4 separate regions of the Sus scrofa genome follow, and regions 1, 3 and 4 are each linked to region 2. A link is a contact called in public Hi-C and HiChIP or PLAC-seq data. All regions are on one chromosome and are shown on one strand. The core of a region is the stretch at or near the end of the contact, and the rest is flanking DNA. Distances in the headings are between cores, read along the strand shown.

Region 1 (2,700 bases), core at 141-2,640, 160 kb before region 2:
ACAAAAGGTCAAAAGGAGAAGTCCTCCATGGGCATTGCTGAAAATGGCAGGAAGGGAGAGCTGGGATGATGTTTTACATGTTTTTTCTGCCTTTGCCACTTGGACAAATTCCTTCCCATCTCTGGTCTCAGTTTCACCGTATGTAAAATAAAGCTAGTAGACTAGATGCTTTCTGAAGTCCCTTCTATTTTTACAGCTTGTAGTTAGGAGCATTATGGCACTCATAACTAAAATTGTATGATTCTAAAATTGTATGATTTTTCTCTTCTAACCCATGATTTGGTATGTTTAATGAAAATGTGGTGGGAGAATAAAGGCCCTCTTTGGTCTAATGAGCAGATACCATTATAAAAATAATAAAACAGGAGTTCCCGTCGTGACTCAGCAGTAACAAACCAGACTAGTATCCATGAGGATGTGGGTTCAGTCCCTGGCCTCACTCAGTGGGTTAAGGATGGAACGTTGCTCCTAGCTCTGGTGTAGGTGGCAGACGCGAATGGGATCAGATTTGCTGTGGCTGTGGTGTAGGTTAGCAGCTACAGCCCCGATTCGACCCCTAGCCTGGGAACCTCCATGTGCCACAGTGCAGCTCTAAAAAAATAAGTAAAAATAATAAAACAGTGGTGTAAAAGGACACATTAGCAACACATAGAATATGATGCCGAGGATAATGGGGCAGGACCAAAAAACAGGTTTTCTGATTCCTTCGAGGCTCTTTATCTGAAGTCCTGTAAGCATATTTTCTCTCCTTTCCCTGGGTCAGGTAAGTCAGACCTTTATTGTTCAGACGTTTCGAAAAATTCATAATTTTCTACTCCTCTGCTTGTCTGAACATGCTTGGTCCCAATGCTAAAAACAAAATGCATCCATCTCTTGCAGTGCCTCTGGATGATTCACAGTCACTTTCCCCTTGGTATTTGTCTTCCAGGCAAAGGCGACACTGAAATTGCTTGTTTGCCCTTTGGATGAGCCTGTGCTATGGGCGTCTGTCAGTGATGCAAACGTGCTTTAATTCAGCCTCTTCCTCACAAAAAGATAAAAATCACGTTCAGAAACATGCAAACTCATGTTCAGAAATCTTTCCTTCATTCTAACGAACCGGGGCTGCCCTCCTAATAAATAGATATTCTTAAGAGAAACTGTAAACCAAAGCCAAACTTACTTTCATGTGCTGAAAGAAAAATTAAAAAAAAAAAAAAAAAAAGCGTGGCTGATTTCCCGCTTGCGGGAGAAGTCTGGCCTTATGCGTCACCAGCATCCCTCCACCCCCAGCCAAGCGCGGGTGTCTCGGCTCTCTTCGGAATTGACAGAATTGCTACAGGGGGCGGGGCTATTCCTTAGCCTCGCCCCCTTCATTGGCTTCCAGTCAGTACCTGAGACAGCCGGAGGCAGGCGGAACTACGGCAAGGATCCGCCCCCTCGCTCGCGCTCAGCTAATCGGGGTGGGCGGGGTGTAAACTTCCCTGCTGACCCCGCCTCCCCGGCTCCGGGCAATTTAGAGTCGCGCGCCGGGCGGGAATGTAAGATGGCGGAGTAGCGACGCGAAGTGCTTAGTACTGAGTCTCCGGGCCGACTCAATTCGGATCTAGGCGGCAGCAGCAGGGATCGCTCAACAAAGAGAGCCTAGGGTAGTTGGCCAAGATGCCGAATATCAAAATCTTCAGCGGCAGCTCCCACCAGGACCTATCCCAGAAAATTGCCGACCGCCTCGGCCTGGAACTGGGCAAGGTGGTGACTAAGAAATTCAGCAACCAGGAGACTTGGTGAGGATGAAGTTGGGACCCGACCGGCCTCACCTGCCGGGGCGGACAGGGTCACACTTGGGCAGCAGAGGGTAGGGGGATGGGGCCACCGCGTGAGTTCCGCAGGGCCGAGGTGGTGGGGGGGAAGGGGCAGATCGGTAGCGAGCGTGCCCCACGGGCTGTTTCCGTTATTTTACCTCTCGCGGGAGGGTCACGCTAGTTCTCACCGTGCGGTGGGGTGGAGTCAAGATGGAGCAGGAGGCGAAGCTGCTGGGTTTAGACGGCAGGGGCTGGAGGACCCAACGCGGGGATGGAGGCTGCCCTAGAGCGACGAGAGGGGAAACACGTCTAGGCTCGGCAGTGGGGACACGTGGCTTTGTCGCTTCGCTGTTGAGCCATCCAGACCGGACTGGGTTCTCTTCAGAGCTTAGGCCGGCTTGCATGGGAGATCCTACTGCGTACTGAGTCCTCCTAGGCTTTCTCCTAGAGTCTAAGAAGCAGCTTTTCAATTCGAAACGGTGTCGGTCGGATTTTGTGTTGAGGGAGATTGATATTGTGTACTGAGGGCGCCAAAATTACTACCAAGGACTTCCCTCAGATTGGCAGGCGTTGGCTCTTCACATCTTTAGAATCGGAGCCATACTTAACTCAAATCTAGTCGAACGGATAAAATGATGCATTAACTGCATCCTGATTGCCAGCATCTCAGTTGGAGCGATCCAGAAAATCTTAGGGAACCTTAATTCTGAAATCCTCGACTTTTCCAAGTGTAGCTATTGATACAGACAATGCAGAAGCCTATTTTCAGTACCAGAGGCTATCCTGAACTTGCCCACTTCTTTTGACGCTGTGTGGGGAATTTAGGAAACAGTTTTATCCCTGAATGTTATTAAGATAATCAAGGAAAGATGGAGAGGAAGGCCAGGAAGGCATAGTGCATTGCAATGAATTTTTTTCA
Region 2 (2,700 bases), core at 191-2,690:
TTTCCATCCGAGTTTGCATATTTAGAAAAAGGCTTTTGAGAAGGGGGGAACTCGGGATCCCAAGGGCATCCACCTCGGAATCTGCAAAGTGGCTGTAGAAATGTGGGCACTGGGGGGAGAAAGTGCTGCCAGCTCCCCCCAAACCGTCTCGGGCTCTGTCCACCTTCTGGGCGCCAGCATCTCCCTAGGAGGGCTTCTTGCAGGCACCTTTCAAAAACAGCATCCGCCAGGCCTCCCCTCAGGGGCACAGGAATCCAGGTGGCCAGCCTCGGGGTCGGGTCGGCCACCGCAGCCCGGGTGAACCTGACCTCCCCAGCCCACCCCCCCCGGACTTCGTGGTGGCCCCTTTTGTGCGAGCGGAGGATCCAGCAGAGGCCGGTGCGAGCCGGGACCGTGTGCCGCCGCCGCCCCCCCCCACGCCGTGTGCCCCGCCACCCACCTGTGGAAGAAGAGCAGGATGGAGAGCATGGTCTGGTCGATGTTGCGGTTGCAGATGCCCTCGTTGATCAGGTAGCAGGGGTCCCGCAGCACGGGCTCTAGCGAATCCTGCCGCATTATGCTGTTGAGCTTGTCGGTGTTGAGGTTCTCGAAAATCAGCTTCTCCTGCAGCTGCCGAAAGTTGCTCACGGTGGGGCTGCCCGGGTTGTTGTTGTCCCCGCTGCTGTCGCGCTGGAGCCCGCTCCGGTGGGCCAGGTCCAGGCAGCAGTTGCAGCAGTCGAGGCCGACAGGTGAGCGGCAGTCGGTCTTGGGCTGGGCCATCTTCTCCGCCTCAGGGGCCGCCTGGCCCGCGCGGTCAGGGGCGGCCGGCAGGTGCGCGCCCGCCGGGCCGGCCTGAGGGGACTCCAGGGTGTCTGGGAAAGACAAGCTGTGAGGAGAAGAGTTGTCAATTAGCGCCGAAAGCCGGCCACCCTCGGCTCGGCCCCCTTCTGGCTGCGCCGGCCGCTCGGGGTGCGAATAGAAACAGCTGGACAAACAGCTCTGAGCGGATCCTTCGGGCTCACTTCCTCCTCTTCCTCCTCCTCTCCCCCCTCCTCCTCCTCCCGAGGCCGGGGCCGCCCCCCCTGAGGTGCCACACGCGGCCCCTGCGCCGTCCCAAGTTTCCCAAGTGTGAGCGGGGCCCGGGGCGGACCTGTGGCAGCAGGAAGGGCGGGCGGCGGGGCAGAGGGAGAGCCGGGGCGCGCCCTCGCTCCCTCCCTCCCGGGCTCCCTCCCTCCCTCCCTCCCTCGCCGCCGGTTCGCTGGCTCGCCCGCTCTCGGGCTCCCCGGGGCTGCGCCGGCGGAGCGGTGGCAGGAGCCGAGCGCGACTGACTGAGCGAGCGAGCGAGCGAGCCGCGCGCCCGGGAGTCGGCGCGGGGCTTGTGACAGCATGCAAATGACCCCCGGTGGGCCGGCGGACCACGCGGGTCCGCCGCTTCCCCGGCGCGCGCCCCGGAGCCGGCGCGGTCCTGCCCCCACGCCGCCCCGCCCCCGCCCTCCGCTCCCGCACGGCCGCTCGCACCCTCGCCCGCGCGCCCGGGAGCCCCGCTCGGCTCCCCCTCCCTGCGCGCGCCGCGCAGCTCCCCGGCTCGGGCTCTCGCGCCGCGGCGGGCGCATCCTCGGCCAGAGATTCCCCGGGAGCCGGGAGCCGGGAGCCGGGAGCCGCGCCACCGGGGGGTTCGAGCTCGGCGGGCGGGCCGAGTTGCCTCGTCCCGCCGCGGCCGGGGCCCTCTGCCGCAGAGACGCCGCCTTCTTCGAGAAGCGGGGTCGGGGGCGGGTGGGGTGCCGAGAGAGCGGCGGCCTCGGCCCGGAGCCTGAGGGCGTCCGGCACGCGTCGGCAGGTCCCCAGACGGGCCTGAGACGAAAGTCACAGAAGCCGGCTCAACCGCTCCCCGGTTTTTGTCCCTGCCTCCTCCCTTCACTCATCTCCCCCTTTCCGCCCCCTTTGCTCGCTCTTCTCTTCCCCGAACCCCATCCGAGACATCAACGTCCCGGCTTCCGGCAGTGCCAGCCCCTTAGCAGGCTTCTGCCGCCCGCTGCCCCCCGCCCCCGCTCCCTCTCTTATCTCCATTTTCGCCCCCCGCTCCCCCCATCTTCCTTCTTTTTGCCCTTCTCCATTCTTCCTCTCATTTATTTTCCTTGTCTCCTCTTTCTTGACTCATTTCTGGTCTTGCCTTTCTTTCTCGCCCCCGTCTTATTATTTTTTTTCTCCTTTTCTCTATGTCCTCGTTCACCCTACCCCCAAGTCCTCTTACCCCCCTCGGTTTCTTTCTTCCCCCTTCCTTTCCCGCATGTGATTGCCCCTCTCGCTGACGCACCCCTCTTTCGCCTCAGTTTTGTCCCTTCCTCCCCACTTCACTCAGCTTCCCCCATCTTTCCAAACTTGCGCTCCCCTCTCTTTTCTGATCCCCCACCCGCCTTAGGTGATCTCTGTCCTTACCCTTTCCAGAGGTGGGGTGATTGGATGTTTTGGGGCACTGGGGGGGATGTCCTGACGCTCTTGGCTCTGAGGAGAAGGTGAGTCTGAAGCGGAGCTGAGGTGAAAGGGCAGGTTTGTGGAGAGCACGGCAGGTTGCTGCTGTGGGTCAAACCCCAGCTTTGTGAGAGCTGGGGATGTGCGGGGTTGATAAGTGGTAGGGTTCCCGCATGTCTCAGGACTTGGAGACTTAGAATACTTTGAATGCGTAGAATTCAGTAATTACTGCCTCCTGAAAAAAATTCAAAA
Region 3 (2,728 bases), core at 116-2,615, 170 kb after region 2:
GTCCTTTCAGTCTCTCCAGGTTCTGGGAAGGGATGGGACAGGGATTAAGGGGATAATGGGACACACAACAAATTCAGGCCCTGCAAGATTCAGTACCAAGGCCAGAGAATCCCCAAAGCCCAAATCCTTTGCTATCTATCTCTGGTTCTTAGTTTTTCAACTACGAAGTGAAATGTAGGAGTAATGTCTAAGGTCCCTTCTAGCTCTAACAGTATTAATTTTTTCCGTAAGGGCAAGTTTAGTGAATGTGGTGGTAGGAGCCAAATCTACATACCTACTCTAAGAATGTGACAGGAGGGCAGATCATCAGGAACCTTACGACTAAAACAGAGAAGTGGATAACATGACTGTCACTTAGCGATCTCCACTAGATGCCCTTTGGGGCTGACTGTACTCCTCCATACACACTGAGTTTCATTCAGGGCTCCCCTGCCAATCTCCCCCACTTCCATTTGCCACTTACTTTTTAGCCCTCTCCTCCTTCCTTCTTTACTAAGATGCAAATACTGCTCTAGCTAGCCACTGATCAGTTTTAAATTTTAGGTCAGCTGTCTGATGTCTTCCATATGGCCATGTGGGAAACTGACAAAGACATTCCATTTTCCAAGGGCAGAGCAGGTCACTTGATATAGCAACCAACAAGGGTCCAATGTGCCACCTTTCCCAATCATAGCCCTTCTTCCTCAAACTTCCACTAATGCACCCCTTATGGGGCAGAGGAGAGGGTTGGCATCGCCACTAGTCCAAGTTTTCATTTGATCACTCATTTATTCATTCAATCACACATTTATTCATTCATTCAGCAAATAATTTATTGACAACTTCCTTGTGTCATGCGCTGGAATTCAGTGATGAATAAAATACAGTCTCTGCCCTCATAACACTCACAGTCTAGAGGTGAGGACAGTCACATAATAACAGAAGCTATCACCAATTGATTGCCTACAGTGTCCCTGACACTATTCTAAACACTTGAAATGTAGTAACTAATTTAATTCTCCCAGCAACGCTAGGAGGTAAAGACTAGTATCGGCTCCAAAGAACAGGAATAGTTAATCCCTGTGCCCTTGCCCAGACCAGCAGGTTCCGTGGTGGTGCCTGGAAGCCACTAACAAGGGTTTGGGCTCGGGATGGATAACTTTGGCAGAGCTAAACGAGTTTAGGGCCGGCATCCAGGAAAAAGACCCAGCCTAGTGGCTCCTGGATTCCGGGGGATGACCGGGCAGGATTCGCAGGACCGGGTTAGACACCTTCAAAATCACCCCCGCCGCGGTTTACCCCTCATCTTTTTTCCTCCCCTTTCCCTCCAGCTCCCCAATACCCCCCCTTTCCAGGCCGGCCCCTCCCTCTGAGCCGCCTCCTCTCTGAGTCATTTCCCCTTCCCCGCCCCAAAGACCTTGGCTCTCCCTTACCTCTGACAGAAAGGAGAGGAAGGGCAAACGGGCTTTGGGAATCAGGTGAGCGCTTTCCCCAGTGAGGACAAGAACCTCTCATCGCCTCCGCACTCTCCCCACCCCGCACCCCCCACCCCCCACCGCCCACTGTGTTAGGAGGGACAGGAAATCGAGGGAGTTTCCCTCCAGCTTCACTGTCGTCCAAAGGCCGAGGTGGCCAAGCGTGGGAGGTGCCACACCCCGCCCGGTGTCTCCTGGGATGTGAGGAGGGAGGCGATGGCCCAGTCCGGACAGGGTGAGATCGGCGTACCGGGGAAGGACCGTGCTGCCCGGGCAGCTCGGGGGCAGGGAGGCGGGGTCCACCCAGGAAAGGGGAGGGGGCGGAGCTCCCGAGGAGGCGCGTGTGCAGAGGGGGAACGAGGTGAGCACGCAGGACGCGGGGAACGCGCGAGTGCGCCGAGGGGCGCGGGGTGGGGGGACCCGCGTGCGTGCGGCGCGTGCGTGGGGGGGCCGTGCGTGGGGGGTGCGTGCGTGTAGGCGTGCGTGGGGGGAGGGGAGAGCGGAAGGCAATGCTGAGGGCCGCCGGGGGGTGGGGGCTGAGACCGCGAGCGCGCGGGGACTGAGGTAACGATGTCAGCGGAGCTGCGGCTGACAGCTTCGAGTCAGCTTATTTTTTGAGACGGGGGAGAGGGTGGATCCGTTTGAAAATCTGAGGAAAGCTATTGACCGTCTCCTCAAAACAAAAAAACCAAACCAAAACACATGGTGGTTCCCAGGCCCCCGGACGACCATCCGTAGACCCCAGGCTAGAGCTGAAAGACGGGAGAAGAGCCAGATGGGTGACTTTGGTAGTCGCCCCTGGGTCTGGTGACTCTGCGACAGGGGGACGGAACAGGTGACGGAGCCGTTGCCTCCTCTCTCTGTGGGCCCCTTCTGGGCTTGGAGTGGCTTCGAGGCCGGGTCCTCTGACCTCTGGGACGTGGCGCCTTCAAAGGAGGGCAATTTCTACCAACTGGGTCGTTCCAGCCAGCCCGCGGCGATGGGGAAGGGGCCTCGCCGCCAGGCCCCCCTGAGCTGCCCGCTGGTCAGCCCAGATCTGGGCACTGGCCTCAGACGTGCTGGTCAGCTCGCTGCCCTGGCTGAAGTCGGAGCGCGGGGCTTAGAGGCGCCTAATCCCCTCACCCACCACCCTAGGGTCTCCACAGCCCTAGTGTGGGGGGTGCGACACTTACCCCCGGTTGGGTAAGTGACTAGGAGAGCAGTGGATTGGGGTTCTGATCCCCTCTTTACCGTTAACTAACTGGGATGTGAAGCAATTTCCCTGAGCTTCCTGC
Region 4 (2,700 bases), core at 131-2,630, 130 kb before region 2:
ATCACCAGGTTCCATTTCCCCTCTTCTCCCCTCCCCTCACCCTCAACCAGAGTAAATGAGCACCTCCCAAATCTAATGCCTTTATCAAAGATTTATTTCATCTCAGGTTGGGGCTTTCCAGATGTGGAATAAAGTGTTTTCTGTTCAAGAGTTTATTTAACTGGGAGTTCCCGTCGTGGCTCAGTGGTTTACGAACCTGACCAGTATCCGTGAGGATTGGGTTCGATCCTTGGCCTTGCTCAGTGGGTTGGGGATCCAGTGTTGCTGTGAGTTGTGGTGCAGGTCACAGATGTGGCTCAGATCTGGCGTTGCTGATGCTGTGGCCGTGGGCCGGCAGCTGTAGCTCCGATTTGACCCCTACCATGGGAACCTCCATATGCCTCGGGTGTGGCCCTAAAAAGACCAAAAAGTTTATTTAACTTGCTCACTTATAGTATGTAGCCCTTAACCTGAAGGTTATTAGAATCATGTAAAACTTGAAATTTTAAAGAAAAACTCTCTCCTATTGACTTGCCCTCCTGCCTAGGTTGTGGAGGAGGGAAAGAGGCCTTCAGAAAAGGGTCCTATGGAGTTCCCGTCGTGGCACAGCGGAAACGAATCGGACTAGGAGCCATGAGGTTGTGGGTTCGATCCCTGGCCTTGCTTGGTGGGTTAGGGATCCGGCGTTGCCGTGCACTGTGGTGCAGGTCACAGACAAGGCTCGGATCTGGCATGGCTGTGGCTGTGGTGCAGGCCGGCAGCTGTAGCTCTAATGTGACCCCTAGCCTGGGAACCTCCATAAGCCATGGGTATGGCCCTAAAAAGACCAAAAGAGAAAAAGAAAGGAGTCATGTTATTGGTGACATCTCCCTAGTAACTTTGCAAGTTTCGACTGGAGACCACTGAGAGTAAACATCTTATTTGCAAAAGTAGCCATTACCGTAGTTGCCATTGTGGCTCAGTGGTAATGAACCCCACTAGTATCCAGGAGGACCTGGGTTTGACCCCTGGCCCTGCTCGGTGGGTTAAGGATTCGGCGTTGCCGTGAGCTGTGGTGTAGGTCACAGACACAGTTTGGATCTGGCCTTGCTGTGGCTGTGACGTAGGCCGGTAGCAGCAGCTCTGATTTGACCCCTAGCCTGGGAACTTCCGTATGCTGAGGGTGCGGCCCTAAAAAGACAGAAAAAAAAAGCAGCCATTACCTTTGGTCAGGAATGGAGCCAACCTCCTGCCCTTGCTTTAGTCTGCACCTCCAGTCTTTAGAGGTAGGGATACCAAGCCCCACTTCACCCCCATCATGGGGTAACTGGGGTCACCAGGGCCCTCTGTGCTGCCTCCTCTCAGAGCTGCAAATGGGAGAGGAATGCATACAGCCGTGGGGGTGGGAACACACCTCGTTTCCAGGCTGCAGCTTGACCAATCGTGTGCCTATTAGTCATTTGCTGCCTTTTGCCACAGCTGGCAACAATAAGGCTCTTCTAAAAGGCTTAGCCTTTTCTTTTCACAGGCATACCTGTGGCATATGGAGGTTCCCAGGCTAGGGGGCAGATCAGAGCTTCAGCTGGGACCTAGACCACAGCTCACGGCAACACCAGATCCTTAACCCACTGAGCGAGGCCAGGGATGGAACCCGCATTCTCATGGATACTAGTCAGATTCTTAACCCACTGAGCCACAACGGGAACTCCAAGGCTCAGCCTTTTGCACGTGATTATTCAAAAGCACACTCAGCCTTTTGCACACATTATTCAAAAGCAGTGGTGTCCCTGCCCTCAGAACCAGGCATTGGCACCTGGACACCACTGCTTGAAAGAGGTCTTGACGGTAATGATTGAAAGGCAAATGGTGCTGCAGCTGAAGACTCCCCTTCCTGCTTTATTCTTTCACCCGGCTTTTTGTTGACTTTTTAGGGCCACACCTGCGGCATATGGAGGGTCCCAGGCTAAGGATCCAATCAGAGCTGTAGCCAATGGCCTATGCCACAGCCACAGCAACACCAGATCTGAGCTGCATCTGCAACCTACACCACAGCTCACAGCAACGCTGGATCCTTAACCCAGTGAGCGAGGCCAGGGATCGAACCTGCATCCTCATGGATGCCAGTCGGGTTCGTTAACCTCTGAGCCATGATGGGAATTCCTTTCACTAGGTTTTGAGGCCCGTTTTCTCTTGTAGATCTCTTTCTGCAAGTCTCAGACTCCTTGTTTAAGAATAAAGCAAATTCTCCAAATTTTATGATGGATAAGTCTTGATGTTCTGTAGAATATTTTTTCTTTCTTTCTTTCTTTCTCTCGCTTTGCTTTTTAGGGCTGCATGTGTGTGGCATGTGGAGGTTCCCAGGTCAGGGGCCTAACTGGAGCTGTAGCTGCTGGCCTATGTCAGAGCCATAACAACGCAGGATCCGAGCCACGTCTGCGACCTATATACCACAGCTCATGGCAATGCTGGATCCTTAACCCACTGAGCGAGGCCAGGGATTGAACCCACGTCCTCATGGATCTAGTCGGGTTCTTAAACCACTGAGCCACGACCAGAACTCCCTCTGTAGAATCTTGGTTCAAGCATTTCTTCTCGATCACCTATTCCAAAGTCTAGGTCTTAGCAGAACAACTGCAGAGGAGCTAAGATGTTAACGGGCATATTCAGATCCCTTGTACTAAAGGCACGTGCAGGTTAGGATCCATCAGGCTACTCTTCTGGGATGTTTCTACCAGGGCTGGT

Evidence for each region. A called contact is a pair of places that touch in the nucleus more often than the background predicts. HiChIP or PLAC-seq counts read pairs in DNA pulled down with a chosen protein or histone mark.
Region 1: a contact with region 2 is called in an H3K27ac HiChIP or PLAC-seq map of alveolar macrophages. The contact joins the promoter of PRPS1 here to the promoter of TSC22D3 in region 2. A contact is called at or near these places in 1 of 5 promoter capture datasets (liver), 5 of 47 Hi-C or Micro-C datasets (heart right ventricle, liver, retroperitoneal adipose tissue and 1 more) and 1 of 2 datasets of contacts at active chromatin or transcription factors (alveolar macrophages).
Region 3: a contact with region 2 is called in an H3K27ac HiChIP or PLAC-seq map of alveolar macrophages. The contact joins the promoter of NLRP12L here to the promoter of TSC22D3 in region 2. A contact is called at or near these places in 1 of 5 promoter capture datasets (liver), 1 of 47 Hi-C or Micro-C datasets (skeletal muscle) and 1 of 2 datasets of contacts at active chromatin or transcription factors (alveolar macrophages).
Region 4: a Hi-C map of embryonic fibroblasts shows a contact between it and region 2, with 4 times the contacts expected there. The contact joins the enhancer-like site here to the promoter of TSC22D3 in region 2. A contact is called at or near these places in 1 of 5 promoter capture datasets (liver), 22 of 47 Hi-C or Micro-C datasets (adipose tissue, blood, brain and 12 more) and 2 of 2 datasets of contacts at active chromatin or transcription factors (alveolar macrophages and skeletal muscle).

The regions. Positions count from the first base shown.
Region 1 is chrX:88,073,471-88,076,170 of Sscrofa11.1, forward strand. PRPS1 (ribose-phosphate pyrophosphokinase 1) reads left to right here and starts at 1,391. Exons shown (of 7, transcript XM_003135301.4): 1 at 1,391-1,763. The coding sequence starts at 1,642.
Region 2 is chrX:88,232,143-88,234,842 of Sscrofa11.1, forward strand. It overlaps TSC22D3 (TSC22 domain family protein 3), which reads right to left and starts at 1,441. Exons shown (of 4, transcript XM_021080824.1): 1 at 1,130-1,441; 2 at 440-865. The coding sequence starts at 759.
Region 3 is chrX:88,402,110-88,404,837 of Sscrofa11.1, forward strand. NLRP12L (NACHT, LRR and PYD domains-containing protein 12) reads left to right here and starts at 1,366. Exons shown (of 14, transcript XM_021079745.1): 1 at 1,366-1,457.
Region 4 is chrX:88,103,266-88,105,965 of Sscrofa11.1, forward strand. No RefSeq gene overlaps it. Among named protein-coding and RNA genes, the nearest start is that of PRPS1, 30 kb to the left of the region's middle. Within about 2 kb of position 1,381, at least 3 of the 83 cell types and tissues checked have an H3K27ac peak or open chromatin away from gene starts, as enhancers often do. A contact at or near this core is called in embryonic fibroblasts, where this site is marked.